Regions from separate parts of the Ovis aries genome. Here region 1 is linked to region 2. A link is a contact called in public Hi-C data. All regions are on one chromosome and are shown on one strand. Each heading gives the region's core, a stretch centred on a gene start, on an enhancer-like site or on the middle of the called end of the contact. The rest is flanking DNA. Distances are from core to core; before and after follow the strand shown. Region 1 holds the start of ZNF189 (zinc finger protein 189). Region 2 holds the start of RNF20 (ring finger protein 20).

The links. Hi-C and Micro-C count contacts between places; a contact is called where the count stands out from the background.
Region 1: a Hi-C map of muscle shows a contact between it and region 2, with 2.9 times the contacts expected there. The contact joins the promoter of ZNF189 here to the promoter of RNF20 in region 2. A contact is called at or near these places in 5 of 16 Hi-C or Micro-C datasets (hypothalamus, liver, muscle and 2 more).

What each region holds. Positions count from the first base shown.
Region 1 is chr2:21,757,876-21,760,626 of ARS-UI_Ramb_v3.0, forward strand. It overlaps ZNF189 (zinc finger protein 189), which reads right to left and starts at 1,300. Exons shown (of 3, transcript XM_042242953.2): 1 at 980-1,300; 2 at 180-261. The coding sequence starts at 1,012. MRPL50 (mitochondrial ribosomal protein L50) reads left to right here and starts at 1,552. Exons shown (of 2, transcript XM_004004047.5): 1 at 1,552-1,664. The coding sequence starts at 1,573.
Region 2 is chr2:21,574,312-21,577,011 of ARS-UI_Ramb_v3.0, forward strand. RNF20 (ring finger protein 20) reads right to left here and starts at 1,353. Exons shown (of 20, transcript XM_042242951.2): 1 at 1,235-1,353; 2 at 11-157. The coding sequence starts at 139. LOC121818599 (a long non-coding RNA gene) reads left to right here and starts at 1,454. Exons shown (of 2, transcript XR_006058581.2): 1 at 1,454-2,019.

The sequences.
Region 1 (2,751 bases), core at 50-2,549, 180 kb after region 2:
AAAAGCTTGTATTTTGGTCACTGCAAGGACGGTAGGGATGAGAGCCATGGAAACAATTCATGGCTGAAAGGTCTGAATTGGAGCCTTGAAACAAAGCCATTTGGTATGGTACTAGTTCATGTGTTCTGCTTTCTTACAGTTTCTTAGCTATTCTGATCCAAGAAACAGCAGATTCTTACCCAGTGAGACCAGGTTTCCATAATTCTCCATCATGACATCTTTATACAGGCTTCTCTGAGCTGGATCCAGATAATCCCACTCCTCCTGGGTAAAAAACACAGCCACATCCTCAAATGTCAGCAAGCCCTGAAATAGTATGATTTCTGCAGTCAGTTTTGTTGTCTCAAGGACAATTCTACCGCTAAAAGTAGCAGAAACAACCACTTATCAGAACCGGGTAGGCTAGAAGGAACATGATAACTAACAGTTACAAGTGAGGCTCAATTCTGGGACCCGACAAAATTCAGACACCTCAAATTAGAAGAAAACACAGCTGGATCTCTGTCCTCTGTAGTGAGGAGCTTAAGGATAAGGTTTACCCAGTATGCCCTAATATTTAATTTTAGTAAGCTGCACTAAGGCCTTCCCAAGTTTCCTTCACCTCATCGCCCCGTTCCAACTCAATTACGACCCTTTTCAACTCAATTATGTTAATTTTTCTAAGCGTCTACTTTGGGTCCAGGCATGGGGCAGGTGTAGAAGACACAAGGGAGGATGAAAAAAGCTAACCTCACCTGGAAGAACTCATAAATGAAAACGCTAGTTTGGAGCATTACTAATTTTCTTTAGATTTAGCAAGTCACTCTTGAAAAAAGGAGCCACTGGGCAGTGTGATCGCGAAGGGCTCCCCAGTACATTAGGGGGTACTTCATTGCACCGCGCTGGCCTTAAAGACCCGAAAAGGGGGGTGGGGGCGGTGGCGCGGCCTAGCGAGCTAGGTAAAGGCGAGAGAACGGGGATACTCCGAGGGGCGACTTACCTTTGGCTGTGGCGGGGGACTCGGCGAGGCCATCTCCCAGACAGAAAATCAGGGCAGGAATCCCGGGTGGCCGCACGAAAAGGAGGCTCTGGCAAGGCCTACCCGGCCGCTGAATATTAGGCCCGAAGAAAGCGAGGCCTCTAGGCTGGATCTGGCCAGGTCTTGCCCCGAACGGTCACGACCCCAGCAGCCGGTCAGAAGCGCTACTTGGCCGCCCCCACCCCGCACCCCCCTCCCCTGCCTGGCTGTGCAGCCTTCCAGGCCTCGCTAGAGCCTCCTCTCGGTCGCCAGTTCCTGCTGCTTTCAGCCAAAGAGCTCTGTGACCGCCCGCCCCCGGACCAGAAGGCGTCACCGGGAACCTTCCCGGGACGCCCCTCAACTACAACTCCCGTCATGCTCTGAGAGAGCGCTGGGGTCCAGCCTGCCACGGCCATGGCGACCGAACTACGCTTCCCGGAGTGCAAAAGGCGAGGGAGCCTGGGTTGGTCTCAACCGGAAAAGGACACTTGCCACTAAGCTTACATTTTATTGGCTGATCTTCGCGTGCCGCTGCCGCCTGGGGGTGGAGCTCTGTCACCAAGGTCTCCCCGAAGATGGCGGCGCTCTGGGTGGCCGGCGTTTGCAGAAAAAGCTTCACAGGGGTAGCTTCAGGGGCGCCAAGCAGAGCATTTTGGTCTCGACTCAGGTAAAGCGGAAGGTTAGACCGTGGGTCATGTTCACAGAAAGTAAGGAGAGGAACTGAGAATGATGAACTTAAGACAGGACCGTGGTCCTGCGCTTTACCGGGGAAAGGACGAGAAAGTGCGTGAGGGTTCTGCGTTCAGAAGCTTCAGCTCGTTTCCGCGAGTGGTGGGGTCCACTTACTTCGTGTGCCCTCAGTTTACTCATCTTAGAACCGAAATACCGCCCCCTTCTTCTGTTTCACCTGTTAATTTATTAGGTAAACCATACTTACTGACCACGTGTTCCAGACGCGGAGTATAATGTGGTGTCGGGAAACAAATGACTGTTTTAGGACAGGCAACTTAGAACATGAATGTGAAGGTGTTCGCTGAACTAAAGAAACATTCAGGGTGCAGTGTCCTCATTTTGTCCGCTCATTGATTTACTCAAATAGCTATTAACTGTCCTGGCTCAGCATTTCTTTATATAGGATGCAGCCGCGAAACAGAGTCCCTTCACAGAGCCATGAGTACTCTGGCAAGAGGAAACCGAGCCAGCACCGGAAGGAAATAGCAATATTTTGCTAAAAGTCAGAAAGCAAGTTAATGACAGGGCTGGATCTGGAATCCCGGTCTCTTAACTCTCCCATCTGCTGCTTTTTCTGCAGGGCCAAGTGAAATTTTGTGACTTAGTGTTACGACATGACTTAGACATGTGACTTAGACAAGTGAAATGTCTGTGACTTAGTGTTAGGAGATGAAGATTTGTAGGAACCTCAAGAAACAGTGTAAACGCTCGTAAGTTTCCAAGAAAAACTTCAACCCAAATGGATTTTTCTCATCAGCTCATGTTTTATTAGCTTTCCTTCTGTTCCATTTTGTTTTGATTCTTTTTTTATATGTGATTTGTTTATTTAATTTTTGGTTGCACTAGGGCTTCCTTGCTGCTTTCAGACTTCTGTAGTCACAGCGAGTCGGGGCAGCTCAGCTCTTCGCTCCCTTGTGTGGGCTTCTCATTGCGGTGGCTTCTCTTTCGTGGAGCACAGACTAGGTGCTGGGGCTTCAGGAGTTGTAGCATGTAGGCTCAGGAGTTGTAACTCCTGGGCTCTA
Region 2 (2,700 bases), core at 103-2,602:
TTCCACATACCGTTGAAGAGACACCCCCAAGTTTAATTGTTTCCACTGTGGTCCCTGAATCTTCAACAGCTGTCTTCTTCTCTGGAGGCACAGATGTGCCAGGCTCTCCAGCTGCTCTTTTATTTCCAATTCCTGACATCGTGGCACAAGATGATAACTGTTTTCCTGGAGAGAAAAAAAATCTTAGGTAAGATAGGCAAGGAGAGCAACTAGAGTCGATCTATGATGTAAAAACTAGCAACTTTTCCTGTCAATCCTTTAACCCGGGTCCATTAATTTCACACTTAGCAACCTGATCCTCAGGTTCCTCTTGGAAAGAGAAAAGTAAATTGTGAAGTAAGAGTCGCAGCTGAATTTACAGAACTACAAAGTTCTAAATAGGATGCTACTAAAATACAAGATAACAGGCAAAGGATGAAGAAACTTAGAAAATTTTCAGGCATCTCATTTCCTGAAATGCCAACATCTGAAAGTATAGTTTAATTTAGAAATACAGAAAATCAGTTAATTATACAGTGTTGGGAGAATCAGAGAGCTGGAAGAGACCTGGGAGATGTCTACTTTATTAACACTGAACAAGCCATATATCATCTCTGAGCCTCAATTTCCTAAAGCAGAAATAACAACAGTATATGCTTCCTATGCTCCTCATAAGGAATGAATAAGTACAGAAAGACTTTAGCATAAGGCCGAACACGAAGCATGCACTCAGCAATGCTAACTCTCCTTTTTATATTTGCAGTTTCCCTATTTCTAAACGCTCTCCCCACGAATTTGTGTCACCCTAGAGAAGCTAGATCTGCGTGTGAATCCCAGTACTAACTCTTAGAGAGCCGTGCTGCCTTGGAAAGGAATTTTTGATATGCACAATGCAAGTGACCACATACTGTCTCTGCCCTACTCGCCTCCCAAGGTTTCGGAGCTCAAAAGAAGCGGAATAGATGCTAAAGCACTTTGCTACTGAAGGTATCAGCCCTGCCATCACCGAGACGACACACAACTCCGCTTCCAACTGAAGCTCCAGGAGAAGGATATCGGTGGCAGCAACCTGAGTGGGACCTCGCCTGGAGAGAGAGGAGGAGGACAATGGCCTCAATCCGACTCCAGAGGGGCCAAGGACCCCAGCCTTCGGAGAGGCCAATTACAGGCCCGGGAGAGGGAGGCCTTGGAGCGGAAGAGGGTGGGGATACCCGTTGCCCGCTGAGTCCCGTCCCGCCCTTGGCCGAGATCTAACCTGAGTTCTTCCAACTTGCGCCGCCGGGGAGTGGAACGCGGGGCAGTTATTCACCAAGGTCCGCGTAGCCCTCCCACCTCTCACCCCTAACCCACAAGTGAAGATCCAGCGAAGCTTCCGGGAGGCGGGGCCAAGGGGAGGAAGAAGGGAAAGAAAGGAGGAAGTAGCTTCAATCTGGCAGCGAGAAGGACAAGACTCAACCGGGCGGAAGTGACACGCATCGAGGGCGCCCCGCTTCCGGAAGTAAGTGCGGTCTAGCAGCTCTTGGGCACCCGGCGGCCGCTTTGTAGAGGCCTCGCTGACGTCAGAGGAAACGTCCCAGATTTTTTTCCCGTTTGTTAACCATTGCTACTGCGACCTGTTTTTCTTTCTTTCTTTTTTTTTTTTACTGTGAATAGTGAAAATTGCTCAGTCGTGTTCGACCCTTTGTGACCCCATGAACTATACAGTCCATGGAATTCTCCAGGCCAAAATACTGGAGTGGATAGCCGTTCCCTTCTCCAGGACATCGAACCAGAGTCTCCCGCACTGCAGGCGGATTCTTTACCAGCTGAGCCACCAGGGAAGCCCTTAAGCGTCCCCCCTCCTTTTTTTTTTAACTGAGTACCTTTTGTTTACAGTGCCTATTGTTCTGTTACCTATTATTGGTTCTGCTCAGACTGGCGATTGGCTAATGGCGCCGTCAATCTCCAGGGGAAAGGACTAAGTTTCAGACACCTCGGAAAAATTACTGTGAGCCCCTTTTTGCTGAAATGAAAAGTTCTGGAGAAAACCCAAGAGATTCGGTGAGTTTAGAAGGTTGTGGCTATTTCAGGGAAATGTATGACAGCTCTGTCTACACATTAAAATCACTTGGGGAGTTTTGGTCCCTCTTGTGTAGGGCCTGGGCATCCACATTTTATAAAAAAAAAAAAATTTTCCCAACCCTCCCCCACCCCCACTGGATTCTAATGTGCAAACGGGATGGACAGTTACTATCTTTGTGTATCTTTTCAACAAGAAATTGACCAGGGAATAGATAAACATAAATCAATAAGTTGATTCTGATCTTAACACTCGTCTATTTTAAGCTAATTAAGCATTGATTTTTTAGTTAATAACAAACTGCTATTTTCCACTCAATTAAACAATGTGTTTTAATGATAGGAAGGTAATCAAACTAATTTATTGATGAAAAGCTGTATGCCTCACAGAGGTATAAAAAACTACCCAGTAAAGTCAGAATGTAAACAGTGGGAAACAAGCGTTCATGTTTCCTGATACTAGAACACTTTGCCCAGCGGTAAAGAGGCAACTGGCTCCAAATGAACTCTTTGGGTGAAGCAGAAGCCTGAGAACCATGTTTGGGGACCTGTCAGGGAAAGCATTGTATGAAATGACTCTCTCTGACCTCCTTCCTTTGACTTCTTTGCTCTTGGCAAATCTTGCATGCACAGAACCACTGAATGGCATGCACTGATTCTAGC